2 separate regions of the Zea mays genome follow, and region 2 is linked to region 1. A link is a contact called in public Hi-C data. All regions are on one chromosome and are shown on one strand. Each heading gives the region's core, a stretch centred on a gene start, on an enhancer-like site or on the middle of the called end of the contact. The rest is flanking DNA. Distances are from core to core; before and after follow the strand shown. Region 1 holds the start of LOC100272307 (60S ribosomal protein L37a-like). Region 2 holds the start of LOC100284527.

Region 1 (5,350 bases), core at 1,957-4,456:
CGCTACCTTATTCCACATTTCGGATATGTGTTAAGGGTATTGGTATGCGTCGACTTAGAGATTTGCTTGCATCAGGGGGAGTATCTCTTTGATCAACCTAATACTAGCATCACATTGTACTCTTTTCCTATATGAGTTTTACTATCATGTTTTCTCATGTTAGGTTTTTAATGAGGCAATGTTAACACAAGCATATGTCAGTCTCTTGATTTTTCCCATCAGGGTTTTTCGATAGAGACACCAAAGACATATCATATACTGTTGTTTTTCTCCATATTTTTCTCACTGGGTTTTTCTGGAGTTTACACAGTATACTATTGCAAACCTCCTCTTTGCTTACAGGTTTCAAGGGAGGATATACATAATGGACAACTGCTTAAGGGAGAGTGTTATAAAATATAATCAGTTGCTCTAGTGGCAACCGGCGTCTTCCAAAGGGACGTGCCCCTGCACCCTACGTACGAACGTGGCTTTTGACCCCTCCTTTTGTGTCTCCTCCCCTTGTATAAATACATTGCTTTATTCAATAAAGAAAGACAGTTCTTATTTCATTCTCGCACAGTTTCTACTTTGACGGAAAGAATGTGCAAAGCGCCAGTGACATGAGTGGCAACCACAGTAAAATTATGCTCTATCTAATTGAACCAAACAAGATGTAACCAATGCCACTCCTAGCTTTTAACATTTTAACTACAGGATCTTGACGAGAAAATTTGAAAAGGCATTTAACATTTTAACACCAGAACCTTCACGGGTAAATCTGAAAAAGGAATTTTAAAGTGTAGTACTGCAGTTTCCAAACTGAAGTTTTCAATAACCAGAACATCCTTAGTAGTACTCCGAAAAAATAAGAAAACCCGACAGTTATGTGCAGATGACCATACTTGCACAGTTGCACTTACACTGGTGGATTCTACATTGTGAAGCTGCCAAGTAGAAAGAAGCGTATATAATCTTGCTTTCTGAACCAGACCAATAAAAAAACTTTTTATTATAAGAGGCAGCATTAAGGGTTGAATTTCAACAATGGCAAACCATTGACACAGCCAAAAGCATAGAAACCACAACCAAATTTGAGTCATTGAGACAAGCATAGGATAATATCACTTGAGAAATTCACAACGGTAACCAACTACAAATCTTAGCACCCAACTTTTAGCCAGTCTCGTGATCCAACTAGAGGAGCTCAACATTCCCGACAACAGCAACTAGGAGAACCCTGATGTAGCAAGCTAAATCATGCTTCAGTCTGCTCTCTCAAGCGACGAATCGTGCTCCTGACAGTGACTGCACTAGCAGTGCTGCAAATACAGAAAACAGAATTGGGCCATGCTTAACAAAATATTACGGTTATGGAACACAAGATGAGAGTCAGCAAAAAGTTACTTCATGGTGTAAGCACCGCCAGCCTTGACCTTCCCACAGTCCTTGCATCCCCAAATTCCAACTGCTTTCCTCTTCACAGCAAACTGGAAAGACAACATAGCAAAAGTGGGACACATCTATATTAGAAACATTGTTCGACATGCCTAAACATCTTATAAACCATTCAAATATATGAACTTATAAACAGACAAATATATTTAAGACCGATTGCTTTCATGTGTGTAAAAATTAGTCTGCAGCTTACAGTTCATAACAGTCCAGTAGTGGTGATAACGAGTACATAAAGATAAAAAAAAACTCAAATACAGAAGCAGGGTGGGTAACTACCAGAAGACCTACCTTCCCACAAAACTCGCAGAAGTACTTGGAGTGCTGAGATACCTCCATCTTCTTGATTTGCTTACGCAAGCTAGCGCCATACCTGGTTCCTACAACAGTATAATTTGCAAGGTTAACATCAAATCCCAGACACACATATTGGGAAATATGTCATGTTTCTTGAGCATGTACCATATTTGCCAACAATTCCAGCCTTCTTGGTGCGCTTCGTCTGCATAGGCATTATAAAAACAAAATAAATCACAACTGCTCACTAAAATTATTCAATGCAATATAACTGGTAAGTGTAAAGCTGCAACTTTTCAAGAATAAAGTTAGTATCAATATAAAAGATTGCACACACTCAGGTACCTTAACAATCAACAAGAGAAAAATATAGTTTCTTAAACAATAGATATGTAGACCACTAAAAAACATTAAGGTCAGTTAGTTGCTATTAACTCTCCACTAGCAGCAAGAGAGAATTTACCCGATATACATTTGACAAGCAAAGGCATAATAACTAAAATCAACAAAGGAGAAAAGTATTATAAGCCACTGATTTATACATTAGGTGTTCAAAGGCTAAGCTTTGCATTGGATACTACTTTCATGTTGCATGCTGCCTGGTGCAGTGGAGTGGCTACTGATGGCATGGCAAAGGTGTCAGGCTAGTTTGCCTTTGTGCACTAAACTAACAATGAATTTTTCCAATTTGCTAGAACTTGCACAAACACTAAGGACGAAAACCACACATACAGCATACCTCAAAGGACTCATAAAATACTGTGTGGAATTTACATTCAACATGTTGTCAATTAACAAGATCACCAAGAACACTTTAGGGCTTAAATGTGGAGTAGAAACATATAGTTAGCTTCCTGCCCTTACTGTAGCAGTTTTTGGATGATGTCTTGTGGCCTTTACCCTTTAGCTTTACACAGTTTGTGCCTCACCCTAGGAAACCTGAGATAGCAACTTCTCCAAACATATAATGCACAAAAGGCAGCGTGCCACCCTAAATTGCATATTCAAGGCTAGCACATTCCAAATACCCGCATGACCCTAGCAGCAGGCTAGCAATATATTGCACTTTAAAGCGCGAGCTATTCCAGACTAACAGTGTTACGACCAACGGGCTTAGATTTACATGAAAACACAGGAACACAACGACTGATCCAAAGTATGATTGTTGTACATGATCCTAATCCCGAAAACTAAACTATTGAGCCTGGCCGAATACATATCGAACAGGAGCTGGACTGCGAAGTCAAGCACTCTAGATCTCGCGCGAACAAGCGGCCAGACAGAACTGGGCATCGGCTGTACGACAAACAAGGTCACACGAAGAATGGGAGGAAGAGGTGAAGGCGTGAAGCGGCATACCATTTCGGCGACGGGAAAGCAAGCGAGGTACGGGGCGGTAGCAACGGCAGGTGTGGCGGCGCGCGCTAGGGTTAGACTCGACAAAGACGCAACGAGGCACGAGAGACAAATTATATGGGAGGTGCTGGGGTTTCGTGTAAGTATATATGGATCGGGCCTCTGTGCTGTTATGGGCCGGCCAAAATGGAGTATTGAGACACGAGAGAGAAATTGTATTGGCCTTTTTTTTCTCCGGGTAACAAAATTAGACATCCAACGTCTTTTTTTTTCAGCTTCCTCAACCTATGAGAGGGTGTGTTTGGTTTAACTTTCTCATCCTATAAATAAAGCCGATACTTATTTAGATATTTTTTTATTTTTTCCCTAAATGATATTATAGCATCTCTAACAGATTACGGGTGTGTTCAGTTTAGCTTTTGACTTTTGGCTTTTACTTTTGTCTTGGAATTCAACTTTGGCCTTGGAATTTATAGTTTTAACCCCGAGCTCTTCTGTATTCAGGGCCCAGTCTAGATATATGAGAAGTTGATTAAAATAAATACAGAAATTATTTTTAGTGCAAAAATAAAGTCTCAATCTTGGGAAAATCATAACTCTATGAATTTGACTCATTTTTTATCCATTCCAGTTGCATTAATCTCACATTAATATTGTTTATCATCTAGTAACCTTGTATTACCATGAAACCTATGATTAAAACATTGTACGTCCTTTGCTTTAAGTAGACACTTAAACCATCGAAAAATCATAACTTTATAACTGTAACTCCGAATTTAGTGGTTCTCGAACCTAGGATATAGTTACGATGTGTAGATCATTATTATGCAATATGTTCTCATGATTGGTGTGATGTTAATTTTGCTTATACCATGCTTGTTTGTATTGTTGCGACTAGCAGCGAGGTTACGAATCACTTGAAGACCAAGTTGGTACCTGGGAATCTCGAGTCTAAGGCAAATTGTGCCCTTTATCACTCTTCTTTACCTAATAATGACCTTGTTAATCACTGTGACATGCTCAGGTCAATTTGATGGGACCTAATAGGTTTCCCTAACATTGTTTATCCCCCACCTTGCAAACAGATGAACTATGGGGTAGATTTGTTATTGCTCTACCAGGTTTTGGGAAATTAATGTTATATTATGAACATGTTCCAATTATATTGTTGTTTTAATAATTGTTCATGCTAAGATCATCATGTCAATTGGAACATGGAGAACCACTGGGAAAACAGTGCCACCACAAGGGTGGATGGGACGCCCTTGGCTAAGTAATTAGGAAAGCTAGGGAGAGATTACCTTACCCGAAAGGGGCAACGGAGGCGTCGCTGCAGAGTATAGGGAGGTTCTCGGGTCGAATTGCTGTGATGGCGGTTCGGACGAGGGATTCCTATGCTTCCTTCTTCTTGAGACCGTAGTGAGTATTCTCGAACTAGTGGAACTTTGGAAAGGCCTCGTAGTGCTACCATGTCTTGCTTCCTTGGTAGAGGTGTATGGGGTCCATACAACCCCGTGGCAAATGGGTAACACGGCTTGTGGGTAAAGATGTGCAACCTCTGCAGAGTGTAAAACCGGTATATCAGTCGTGCCCACGGTCATGAGCGGCTCGGACCCTCACATCAGTAATTTATGGAACTAAACTTAATTTTCCATATGCATTGCATTGTGGGTGTTATTATTAATCTTGATCCCTTATTTATTTGGGTTGGTATCTACTTATACTTAGTAACTGCTAATAAAATTTTGACCAACTTTAAAAGAAATTGTCATACCCGGTTTTGGAAGGCAAACCGAATGCGGACCATGTACGTGCCAGGATCAGAAACTCACGTACACAACGATTACATAATTGGACATCATCACACATTGCTCAAAGTAAATAGCAGAAAGGTACTTTATTACATCAGGATGTCCAAGACATCCACAGAGTCTATAACATAGTCATTAATATCATCAAAGTGCGGAATATAAAACGTAGTAGATAAGGCCTTCACAGGCAGCTGACTGGTGGTTTGCCACTAACATAACTAGAACTCGTCGTAGTCCTGGAACTCCTCAAAGTCCTCCATGTCGCCAGCATCTCCCACTAAGCACTGAATACAGTGGGGACAATCTGGGGTGGGGTGGGTTTTAAAGCAAGGGTGAGTACACATCAACGTACTCAACAAATATCCCGTTTGGCTAAAGTGGACTAGCTGTATGTGGAGTTAAGGTTAAGTAGTTGCTTTTAGTTGGTCAAGTATTTATTACTAATAGTAGAG
Region 2 (5,350 bases), core at 1,908-4,407, 490 kb before region 1:
CCAGTCTTGGTGATACCACGGTTTCAAAAAACTCAGCCTCCCGCGGCTTTTCCACGCGCTCCACCCACGCGATCAGTCCAGCTCTAAACGGCGATCGGTTTGACTAGTCGGTATGCGGGAGTGTTCAGTTCACTCGATACTGGTCACGTTGAAATTTGGATCCGATAGACCAATACCGATTGATCAGTCGGTTACATGTACCCGACTTCGGCATCAACTTACCAATCAATTTTAGCAATGTGACGGTCCACATGTATCACATCAGTTAGTCATTGCGTGTATTTGCTTTTAAAACGTTTGAAGTTAAAAATAAGACAAAAAATTCAAAAAAAATATAGAATCCAATCTATAAATAAATGAGCATTTTGGGTTTATTCCCACCTCTTACTCTTTATTTTACTCACCTTCCTTGGCATTCTAGTCTTTCACTCTCTATTTCAATATGGATCCTAAGTGGATTCAGAACTTTCAAATCTCCACCAACTTGCTCAATCTTCACAACTTCTCGATCGTACAATTTAAATACACTATGTCTATATTTGTATTTAAACTATATGGTTCGTGACAAGGCCCAACCCGTATTGGGGCCAACCAGCAACCCAGTCTAGAGGGATTCCAAAGGCAAGTGCGTGGCTGTGGGCCAGAAGCAGTCCACGCCATTGCCCGCTCTAGTTACAGGCATGTGGACTAGGGTTAACGGTACCGTTTTTGACCGAATTTCGCCCTGCGACGAAACGGGGAAAACCAAATTTCGCATATTCCGACCGGTTTAAATTTTCAAATTTGACTAACCGAATCTCGCACTTTCCTATCGGATTTCGCTAATTTTTGACAATTTTTTATAGAATATGTTTGTATTTTATTCAAATCATGTTGTACAACGAATAACAATATATTTACAAATATTTTGATGCACAAAAACACATAAAACATACATGTGCAAATAGCAAACCGTAATTTGAGTGCAACACCGCAACCTGGTCACGTCGATCTACTCGATTTAACTAACAAAACTATATATACAAGTTGTTTGCCTCGCTTTAATCCGAAACGGCTTCTACTATTTCTATGGTGTTTTGTCTATATATACTACGGTTCCAGCAGTCTGAACAATTGACTTTAATCCGAAGCGAACAACTAGATAACCTAGCTTGATCTACTCGTTATGTAACTAACACTAAGCTCCCTAACAAACACATATGGAGTACAGTGAATAATTGATTCTACAACTATTTAACCATATAAGTACCGAGATCAGCTGTTGGACGGTCGAGAAATGATGCACCCCGAGTGAATCTCGTCCGCTTTGGGAGCGGTTTCTACACTGCCGCCGTCTAGACACGAGAAAAAAGAGTGGAGCGAAGAGTGAATGAGCTCAGGTAACTACACAGCAGTGTGAAGCCCAGGTATCCTATTTTTGAACGTTTAATTTTTGAACTTTAAATATTTTTTAGCTGTTAGGACCATCTAGTTTTTTTATTGGTTTTATTCCCATTTTTATGTTTTTTTTGAAATTCAATAAAATTAAACGAAAATTTCGAAATTTTATCATGGTTTTTGTTACCGCCGGTGAATCTCGCTCGAGATTGCAATCCGTGTGTGGACTGTGGAACCAATTGGGCAAGCGGGGCTAGGCAAAGGGCGGAATTCGCCGCGGCATGTGTCGAGTAGAGAGAAACGTGGATGGGGAACTCCAGCGCCCCGTCCCAGGCTCCCAGCTATATACAGCACGTGCCAGACACAAAAGGTGCGTGTGTGTGTGCGCGCGCGCAGCACGTGGCAGCCGGACTCCAGGCATAACGTGAGTAACATTTGCTGCAGACCCTTGCTTTGTCTCCTAGCGAGTACAATTGTTGTATGTACAAGTGCTAGCTACGTCGAGTTGTTGGTTGACGAGTCAAGAACTGAAATGAGCTTTCCTTCCCTTGCCTTACATTACAATCAGAACTCAGAAGAAGAAGAAGACTGACTCAGGCCTTGGAGGATACCACTAATAAGATGGTGTAACCTTCGTTACGTTTACCCTGTCTGGATCTAGCTGCTCTGAGGAGTGCTGCCATGAGCCCCAGCAAGGTCAGATCAGATGCTTCCACATGCCTTTGGGCTGAAGATGACGATACTCTGCCAATCCTGATTCCTGAATGAGAAGCAATGGTTGTCACAGTCACGGCACGGAGCTGGCAATAAAAAGAACCAAAGGCGTCTCTTGATTCCATCATCTTGAGAATTACAGCAAGACAAGAGGCCGTGGTCACATACATGGTGCTGTTACAGATACACTACACAGCAGGAAGCAGGAAGGTTTGCGAGAACAGAACGAACAGGTTCCCTCCACGGATTACATGATCAGTTATTCACACTATCACAAATAAGTATTACCGAATCTTGGCAGTGGTAAAAGAGAGAGAGTGGGACTAAAGAAGCGGTGGAGAGAAAAAATTTAAGCTATCAATTTCTATGGAGACATAGCACGATAGCAGCAGTTTTGCTGAGTGCTCGCTTCGCGTTCGCGGCTACAGGTGCAGCAGCGTGTCGCAGCGCCAGTCCATCTCGTCGGCCGCGGGGTCCGGCACGTTCAGGTCGAACGGAAGCGGGGAGCACCGCGGCGGCGCGGCGGTCTCGTCGCCACAGCCCGGGCCCGACGCGCCGTCCTCGCAGAGCGCCGACGAGGAGGAGCCGCAGTAGCTGCGGCAGTCCTCCTCGGCGGCCGGGGCGCGGAGGATCCCGACGGGCGCGCCGCCGCCGCTGCCGCCGCTCCAGGACTCGACGGTGCTGCTGTGGCTAGACGTCGCGGCGGGGGCGGCTGGCGGCGCCACCGTGGCTGAGATGGAGGCGGAGGGGAAGTTGGTCCTGGCGGCGGCGCCGCGGATGGTCCTGGCGGCCGCGTCGTAGGCGTGGGCCGCGGCCTCGGCCGACTCGAAGGTGCCGAGCCAGATCGGGGTCTTCCTGGCCGGGTCCCGGATCTCGGCCGCGTACCGCCCCGACGGGCGCCGCCTCACCCCGCGGTACTTCACCTCCGGCCCAGCGTCCCCCGGCGTCATCGGGACCGGGACCGGCGGCGGCCTTGCCCGCCGCATCCCGCTCCTCCTCCTCTTCCTCCCTCCCTCTCTGCCCTGCCTTGTCCTCCTCCTCGGCGACTCCGCGTTTGGCTTGGCCCGGCCCCGCCCCGCCCCGCCCCGAGTGGCCTTTCTTTTCCTTTCCTCCCGCAGTCCCGCCCGCGGCTGCTCCTGTTTGGTCGGCACGGCCCCGCGGAGGCTGAAGCACCGGGGCCCGCCACGACCCGGGCGCCGCGTCGGTCTGTTGAGTCTTGATTTCCCCGACCGCGTCACCACGTCCACGTCCCAGGGTCGGTCGGTCGGTCGGCCGGCTGCCTCTGCCTGCCGCGGCCTCCTCCTGTCCTATCGTATTCGTCGCCACCGCATCTAGGGATGTAATCGGATCGGATACGGACGGATATTACTAATATTATATTTGTTTTCATTTTTTTATTCGGATTCGAATTCGAATATCTTCGGATACGAATACGAATACGGATTGTCTCGGTTACGGATACAGATTGTCACATATCGAATACGGAACGAATCGGATGCGAATATCTTCGGTTACGAATATTTTCTTCGGATATAAAGACACATCATTCATTCATATATAGCATCCAGATTCAAATGTCACAACCGATCAGGCTAATAGACAGATAAAGCTAAGTAAATAGGCAAGCAGTCATGAGCGTGAGCCATCAGCATTGCTAAATGCTAAGTACTATACTGCGTACATGTCACAATAGAACTAGCTACCAGCTACCAGCTAGCAGCCAAAATGTCGTAGCAGCTACCAGCTAGTGCCAAAATGTCACAATAGTACATGCCTCTCCAAACTAGAACTACATTGTCATTACTACATTAAGGATTAAGTGTAGCAGCTACCAGCTAGCGCCAAAATGTCGAAAACCAAGATTTAAGCATCATCTTAGGCTTCAGAGCACTGAAACTTGTGAAACAGACTCCCATGAACAGCTGCAGAAAAATCATAACTCCATATCGCTGCCCTCATCCTCACTATCCTCACCATTTCCTTCATTGTCAACTTGGTTCTGTCCCTACAGATAGTGCATATTAAATTGAAACATAGTATGTCAATTGTCAACAACAGCAAGTAATTGAAATAAATACTAACCTCTTCAATTGTCGAGCTATATTCATTTTCATCTGCCATGAACTCCTCAACAATTGACGGTACCTTATCATTGCGATCTAAAAGTGATAAGATAAAATATTTAGCAGCAAGCAAAACAGGAACAACAAGTATGTATTGTCAGTTTTACCTTTGTTAGATGCAAGATTCCAGTCTTTGGTACAAACTAATGCCTCCACAGTCTCAGGCTCTAAACGGCTGCGATATTTACTCACAACACGCCCACTCGAACTGAAAGCACATTCTGAGGCCACGGTAGAGACTTGAACAGCCAATACATCACGAGCAAGACGCGAGAGAACAGGATATGTAACTTGGTTGGCCTTCCACCATGATAATATGTCAAATTGTAGACCTTTACCAGTAGGATCAACCCACCGAATTGGTTTATCTTTCATGTACACATCCAATTCATTTATTTCACCTTTGGCTGCATCATTATCTTCATATATAAACTCGTCAATGTCAGTATTTATACAAATTGAGTTAGATGTACTTGCAGCAAGATCAGTTTGAGTAATAGAAACATCACGTGTACTGGTCAAATATGATTGGAATAATTGGTTCACAACATCCATAAAGCGAGTGAGTTCTGCGACAGCACTGTCCTTATAAATCTTCAACATGAAATATTCTACCAACTTTTTCTTGTATCTAGGATCAAGCAAGCAAGCCACTGCAAGAGCTATGTTGGCTGCACGACCGCTGTGGCTTGTGGGCTGTGGCTGACGCCTGACGGGTTGTGGCCTTGTGGGCTGTAGTTAGCCATGAGCGTGACCATACATGTGGGCTGTTGGCATGTTGCCTTGCTGTCTTGGCCATGTGGGCTGTGGCCGTGGGCTGGGTTTGGCTGGGCGTAGGCTGTGATCTGTCGGATATTTGTTCGGATAAATTTCGGATACATCCGATTAAAGTCGCGGATATTCGATATCCGACGGATATCAATCATATTATATTCGGATCCGACATCCGATCAGACTATCCGTATTCGTATCCGTTATCCGAAAAAAAATCCGAATATCCGAAAATTTTATCCGAACCAGTGTTCACCATCTTCGAATCCGGATCCGGACGGATATTTTCCGAACCATATTACATCCCTAACCGCATCGCATTCGCATCGGCCCTGCGCCGCGCGTGTGGTGATCAGGTGATGTGC

What was found. Hi-C and Micro-C count contacts between places; a contact is called where the count stands out from the background.
Region 2: a Hi-C map of ear shows a contact between it and region 1, with 2.6 times the contacts expected there. The contact joins the promoter of LOC100284527 here to the promoter of LOC100272307 in region 1. A contact is called at or near these places in 5 of 25 Hi-C or Micro-C datasets (ear, leaf and tassel) and 1 of 3 datasets of contacts at active chromatin or transcription factors (leaf).

Annotation. Positions count from the first base shown.
Region 1 is chr5:83,206,012-83,211,361 of Zm-B73-REFERENCE-NAM-5.0, reverse strand. It overlaps LOC100272307 (60S ribosomal protein L37a-like), which reads right to left and starts at 3,206. Exons shown (of 5, transcript NM_001317390.1): 1 at 3,091-3,206; 2 at 1,897-1,936; 3 at 1,726-1,814; 4 at 1,387-1,469; 5 at 985-1,301. The coding sequence starts at 3,093. The coding sequence ends at 1,238.
Region 2 is chr5:83,699,818-83,705,167 of Zm-B73-REFERENCE-NAM-5.0, reverse strand. It overlaps LOC100284527, which reads right to left and starts at 3,157. Exons shown (of 1, transcript NM_001372001.1): 1 at 2,185-3,157. The coding sequence starts at 3,077. The coding sequence ends at 2,514.